Regions from separate parts of the Mus musculus genome. Here region 1 is linked to region 2. The links are chromatin contacts, called in public Hi-C maps. All regions are on one chromosome and are shown on one strand. Each heading gives the region's core, a stretch centred on a gene start, on an enhancer-like site or on the middle of the called end of the contact. The rest is flanking DNA. Distances are from core to core; before and after follow the strand shown. Region 1 holds the start of Nemp2 (nuclear envelope integral membrane protein 2). Region 2 has its middle 17 kb from the start of Gm28178.

Evidence for each region. A called contact is a pair of places that touch in the nucleus more often than the background predicts.
Region 1: a Hi-C map of Sertoli cells shows a contact between it and region 2, with 3 times the contacts expected there. The contact joins the promoter of Nemp2 here to the enhancer-like site in region 2. A contact is called at or near these places in 1 of 39 promoter capture datasets (hippocampal neurons), 3 of 15 datasets of contacts at CTCF or cohesin (CD8 T cells, the G1E-ER4 cell line and pro-B cells), 18 of 484 Hi-C or Micro-C datasets (CD4 T cells, CD8 T cells, the G1E-ER4 cell line and 13 more), 6 of 115 datasets of contacts at active chromatin or transcription factors (the HPC-7 cell line, embryonic stem cells, memory CD8 T cells and 1 more) and 2 of 9 other capture datasets (adipose tissue and pancreatic islet).

Annotation. Positions count from the first base shown.
Region 1 is chr1:52,629,356-52,632,430 of GRCm38.p6, forward strand. Nemp2 (nuclear envelope integral membrane protein 2) reads left to right here and starts at 1,350. Exons shown (of 9, transcript NM_001142647.1): 1 at 1,350-1,496. The coding sequence starts at 1,403.
Region 2 is chr1:52,596,140-52,599,340 of GRCm38.p6, forward strand. It overlaps a transcript of Nemp2 not described here. Among named protein-coding and RNA genes, the nearest start is that of Gm28178, 17 kb to the left of the region's middle. Within about 2 kb of position 1,307, at least 161 of the 459 cell types and tissues checked have an H3K27ac peak or open chromatin away from gene starts, as enhancers often do. A contact at or near this core is called in CD8 T cells, the G1E-ER4 cell line, the HPC-7 cell line and 12 more, where this site is marked.

The DNA.
Region 1 (3,075 bases), core at 100-2,599, 33 kb after region 2:
CATACTAGGTATACACATATACGGGGCATTTGGTGAAAGCCTCCTTTAGATAACTCAGAGACATTCTTTCCTATTTAGACCATTAAAAAAAATTGAAGCTGAGTTATTAAAAAAAAAAGATTTCTATTATATCGAGCTTAGTGCTGTTAGTGGAAGACTGGAATTAGAGAAAAGAACACAACTTCTTACTCTAGCTTTGTGTGTGTGGTGGGGCAGGGATGGGGATCAGAGGAAGGTTAAATTAGGTCTCATGTAGCCAGACTAGCCTTGGATCCCCTATGCCACTTAGGCTCACCTTACCCATCATTAACTCTGTTTCTCAAATGGTGGGATTACAGTCCACTACCACCACACTCTTCTGCCCTACTTCAAGTATGAAATAGTAAGTCACACTGAAAGGTTTCCAGAGACCAAAGAAGGCTTGCTCTTAACACAGAATTATCCTGATCATCAATAAACCATAGGGCTCAGAAACTGTGAGTCTCTTTCTAGGACAGACTATTCTCTTGTGGTTGGTGGTGGCTTTCTCTGCTCCCCAGAGTGGTTTACTGTGCAGCATTCCAGTTTCTTGGAGTCTTCTGTCTCAATAGGCTGACTTTAGAGAGCTATCATCTCTGCCAGGTTGGTTATGTTTAGAACACTCACTATATCTTTGAATTTTTAAAAATACAATCTCATTTTTAAAAGAAGGCTTATTTTTTAATTTAAGTGTATGGGTGTTTAGCTTGTGTGTATGTCTGTGTACCATATGTCTGCAGAATTCAGAAGAGGGCAGTTGATTCCATGAAACTGTAGTTACATATGTTTGGGGCTGCTGCCATGTGCACGCTGGGAAACATGGGTTCTCTGGAAGAGCGATAAGTGTTCCTAAGCACTGGACCATCTCTCCAGCCTCCAGATCTCTATTAAAGTAACACTTTATTAATAGTGAACTTATATAACCCTTTTGGGTTTTTTTTTTTTTTTTGAAAGATACTGTGTTCATGAGCTTAGACACAAATTATTTAAGCACCAAATTTCTCAACTTGTTGCTTAAAAAAAAAAAAAGGAAGAGGTGAAAGGAGGGACAAACAAACAAACAAGTCAGGCTTTTGTCTAAGTGGGGCTTGCTGGTCTTATTTCTGAGAGGGTGCATGTGAAGAGCCTGCCTTTCTGAGTGGCCCGCACCAGTGCTCTGAGAACCCTGCGCGGGGCTCCGGCGTGTTTTAAACTGCCCGCCAACTCTGCAAGCTGGCCCAGGAGCAAGAATCGGGAAGGCAGGTGATCGCCCCCTGGAGGCCACTGGGAGAGCCGCTCGGCGGACCGCGGAAGGGCGGGGCCGCAGCCGGCTCCGCCCCTGCAATCCCCTCCCTCCGCTTTCCCGCTCTTGGTCCGCTGCGCCACTTCCGCCGCTCTGGCCGCGATGCTGCCTAGGTTGTGGTGGCTGGTGCTCTGGCTGCAGCCCCTGGCTACACTGCCAGCGAGCGCGGTGCACGACGAGGAGGCAGCGATGTCAGGTAACCCCGGCTCCGGGCGGGGGGGCCTCCTTTCGGCGCCGCAGGGTCACGCGCGGCCGCGGCCAGGCCCCGCCCCTGTCTGCGGGCATCGGATACTTCAGTGTTTTGGTTTGTTCAGGATCACACCGCTGGACAACCGCACAGCTGGCCCTTTGTCTGCAGTTTATGTCTGAAACCTTATTTTATCTGTCTTCAGAAATCTCAGGAAACTCAAGGCTAGAGAAGGATAGAAGCTTCAGAAAGGAACCGAAATTCTGTTTCTGATTGGCTGCTGTGACCTGGGTAGCTGGTCATATGCAAAATACTGCTGATGCTCCAGCATTGAACCAGGTGCACAGGAAGTCTCAGTGAGCTACTCAGACTGTTTGGGGTGCTTAAGATTCTGGCTCAGAAAGCTGTAGCAGCAAAACGCAGTCTCCACGAGTTTAACATTTATTTCTACCATTCACTACATCCTTCAAAAGATTGCTTGTTTGTATTCTTCATTACATGGTCACTTACAGACTCAAGGGAGGCTGTCAAGATACAGACTTTCAATTGGATAATATTCCGACACCGACAAAGTTAGTAGGGTGTCTAAGACTGAAAGAGAGAATGGATGTTCAGTAAGCAGTTATTAGCTTCTGTCACACCTTGTGCCCATACTGGTATCTTGCAGTGAGTTACACCTTAGGGGACGGTCTGTGGTCAGCTTTTCATTGAACAGGAATGTGTTAATTAACTATTTTGTGCTATGCAGGGCTGATTTGCTCTAACTGCATTGTCTTATACTGATTATTCATATATGCCCATTTTACATGCTAGAGAACAAAGAATTGGTAGTAAATATAATAGGTACTTGTGAAAATATAAAACAGTTTGAGGAGGAGGGCTCCTGGGCGTGGCAGCAGAGGGGTAGAAGTAGTTATATAGATTCAGAATCTTGGGCTCTAGTGCAGTTGTTGATTTAACCTGTAGGTGTCGTATTCTCCAGGGCACACAGGTATTATTTCTGCTCCTTTTATTTGCTTCAAGGAACTCAGTTTTTCAAGTTTTGCTGCTGTATGGGTCACCATATAGCCCTAGCAGATCTGGAGATTTTTACATAGACCAGGCTGGCCTTGGCTGTACAACATTCCTGCCTCTACCTCCCAGGTGAAGGGTTTTCAGAGCTGTACTGTTGCGCCTAGCTTAATAGTCCTCAGTTGTGTTAAAGACGCATGTAAATGTTCACCAGGACTTTCTTTCTGAGAAGTGTAAGATACCCAGGAGATGATAAAATTCCAGTTCACAGCTGAAAAGAAAATGGCAACTTCTGTCTTGCCATTCCAGATATTCCTTACGTTCACATAGGAGGGGATCACTGTCCTGCAGTGTTGAGTGACACCTTGGGAACCCTTGGTTGGCTAGGTCTAAGAACTGCTGCTACTGTAAAAGCTATGGTCTTATGAGGGGCCTGTGATGAGACAGCTAGACAATAATCTCTCTCACCCACAGGGAATGTATTTTTTAAAAAAGCACTGCAGTACCGAACCTTACATGCCCCCCCCCACCCAGTGTGTGTGTGTGTGTGTGTGTGTGTGTACATTACATATCACAG
Region 2 (3,201 bases), core at 57-2,556:
TTTTTTTTTTTTTTTTTTTTTTTTTTGGCTGTTGTTATTGTAACAAAATATCTGGGTAGCACATGAAGAAAGAGGTTTACTCACCTGTCAAACAAGGACCCAATCACCTTCTGCTAATCTCAACCGAGAGGCTCAGTTGCTTCCTATCAGGGCTACACTGATGACTACAGAGTTTGAACTCTCAGGAGACACAAACAGAGCACAGCGTGGTAACCAAAGGCTCTCATTTGCTCACACTGCTCTGCTGGCCTAGCCAGAAGACAGACATTCTTATGTTCACTCTGCCATATTTTGTTGGAAGTTAGCTTCTTGGAACCTGGTGGTAGTCATACCAGCACAGTGGCTAAGAAGTGAGACACTTGCTTTTTGCTTTTGCATCTTTTTATATGGGGACTTGTGGTGAAGAGCTTTGCTTTCTATAACGATACAAAGTTAAACATACAAAGAAGTGCTTAAAAAGTTCCAAGGAGCCAAGAAGACTTTCAAGTTTAAGGATAATACAGAGAAATGCTAAAGTGCACAGAAGCAGATCAAATTGTAGAAATTCAAGCAAAGAATGTGAGACAGGTGGACAGAGATGATTAAAACTGGCCCCACCACTGAGGGCTGAGAGGTCTGGCCCAGATAGAAATCCTTTTCCCAGTTCCCTGTCCAGCATATTGTAGATCTAACATTCTCAATTGTTAGAGATAGAAGAAGAGCAGAAATGGCCGCTGCTTCTCCCAGAAGAATTCACATCAATTATGAATGATAAAGCAAAGCAGCAAACACAAAGCAACCCACCACTCCTTAAAATCCAGATTTGGCTTGCATCTCTTCTTAAAGAGGAGGTGAGTTACAATAGAATTGCTTCTGCTCACATCTGTGACATAGAATAGTATCAAGCCCCGGAAAAAATAAAAAGAGTTGCCATGGGGCCTGGGGAGATGGCTCAGAGGATAAAGCTCTGGTCACAAGTGTAAGGACCCAAGTTCAGACCTCCGCACCCACACAGAGCTGATGGCAGTCATGGGGAGCCATCAGGATGTCCAGCCCTGTCCCATGCTGCTGTGAACAGGAGACCCTACCTAAAACAAGGTGGAAGGGAAGGGGACACACTTAAGGTTGTCCTCTGACCTCTGCACATGCGCTGTGGCATCAGTGTAGCAAGACACACAGATATCACACAAATGCACAGCAAAAGAAAGAAACCGTTGCTATGAACCCTTGTACGAGCCGTGAGAACACAAAGGCAGCAGAGACTGGCCTCCCTGCCTTCCCCCAGCCCACGCTCAGCAGATCTCTGGGCGTTGGCAGGGCCTCATGAGTGGGCTGGTCCTCCTTTTTGGTGTTGGCTCTGGACTGCACTGGTCTAATTCACTGCCAATTAATCTTGTCAGGCAGCCTGCTGATGCCAGCTGTAGCTCAAACACCCTCACGGCGAATACCCAGCCCAGTGAGCCTTTGTGTAGCCATCGCTGAAAATGTGAGTAAAAAGTTTTAATTTGGACAAACCCTAGGGCATCTGTTCTTCCTGAAAAAAGAAAAAAGAAAAAAAAAAAAGGTGCAACACTCGGTGTATACATTTTTTTTTTTTTGGTGGAGTTTTTTAAAAATAGAATAATCCAGTTTTGAACACGAGGGAGTTTTGAAAAACCAATTTAAGCATAAATAAGTTCATCAGCTACTCATTGTGCTGTGTAAAGCTTGTGAATTAAAAGAAACATAATGGTCATTAGGAAAAGCATGCCTCCCCCTCCCCCCCATTAGTAGTGTGCGTTGTTTGCTGAGCAGTGGGAGTGTGAATATTTGTACCTGTGTGAAGGAGAGGAGCGCGTAGGTTTGTGGGAAGTGGGTGCGGGTCACCGAGTCAGCGGGCGTGGGCGGAGGCTGGGCGCTGAGTCAGAGGGAGGAGGAGGGCAGGTATGTGTGGGCGGCTGGAGACAGCAGCCACAGCTTTGCATGCGAATGTCTCAAGGAAACAGTCCAAGCATTTTTAAAAAGCCTTAGAAAACTGGGAGTCAAAACTGAAGCAGAGTCCAGCTGACCAGGCTGCTTTACCGATGGATGATCTAAAGTTTTAAAATTATTACTTAAGTTATTTCTGGTCTGTGGCTATTTCTTTTTTTCCGCCTGATAATTGGTGTTGAACATTCCCATGTCTTTTGCAGGGCACTTTTTCTGCCTGTCCTCTCTTGTAAAAGTGACCTCAGAGTTGCCTTTGTGCACAAGTAGGACCCGGGCAGAGCCAGGGATGAGTGGAAGATGAGCTTAGAGTTTCCATCCAAAATAATCCTTAATGCCCTAAAGAGATAGTGTCACTGTTCTAACCTTATATGGGATTTTAAAATCTACTGCATTCAAGCCTGAAATGGCATGGTAACATGAGGCAGACAGGGAGCCATGGTTCATGGAGATAAACTGCCACATGCTGCCTACTGATTTAGGCATGGAGAGAGAACGTAGAAGGACTTGGCTATGGAGTGGGAGTCTGTACAATTAATCAAAAGCAAACGTGGGTGGGACATGGCGCTACCCAGCTGTGATCCCAGCACTGGGAAAGCAGAGGCAGGGGGATCAGGTTAAAGACTGTCTCAGTTTATAGGAAGTTTGAGGCTAACCTGGGGTACGGAAGACCCCATCTTACCACAACCAACAACAACCAAGTTCAGAAAGGGATAAATGCAAGGGTATTGGTCTTTGCCAACAGCGCCCTGCTGAGGTAGGAAGAGTATGGGAACTTCGGGGGCAGAAGTTGAGTAACTGAACGAATGGAGACATGAGGTGCTTGTGTGCCTGATTACAGAACAGAAAGCCCCGCACTGGCACTACTGTTCTTATCTGTGGACAGGTGGGAAGGTGTGGGGGGCACTGAGGCCCTTGTGGAACCGTTGTGAGTTTCCTGGTTGGCAGGGAGCCTGGCCAGTGCAGAGCCTGGCTGAGGATGCCCGCTACCATTTCTGCTGACCTGTCCACAGTCCCTTTGAGCTACTTCAGATGAGCTTGCTGACTGCCAAGTGTCTGAAGGGAGAAAAGAAACTATGGGTCGTCTCTTCATTAGCCAATTCTAAGATTTCTTGTCTTTTTTTGCTCCTTTTTACCTTTAAAATGCAATTTTTAATGTAAGTGTTTTCTATGTATTGAGGACACCAATTAAATGATAAAGTGGAATGGTGGTGCAATACACGGTAAAATCAAAACAATGATCTTCTGATTTAAGAC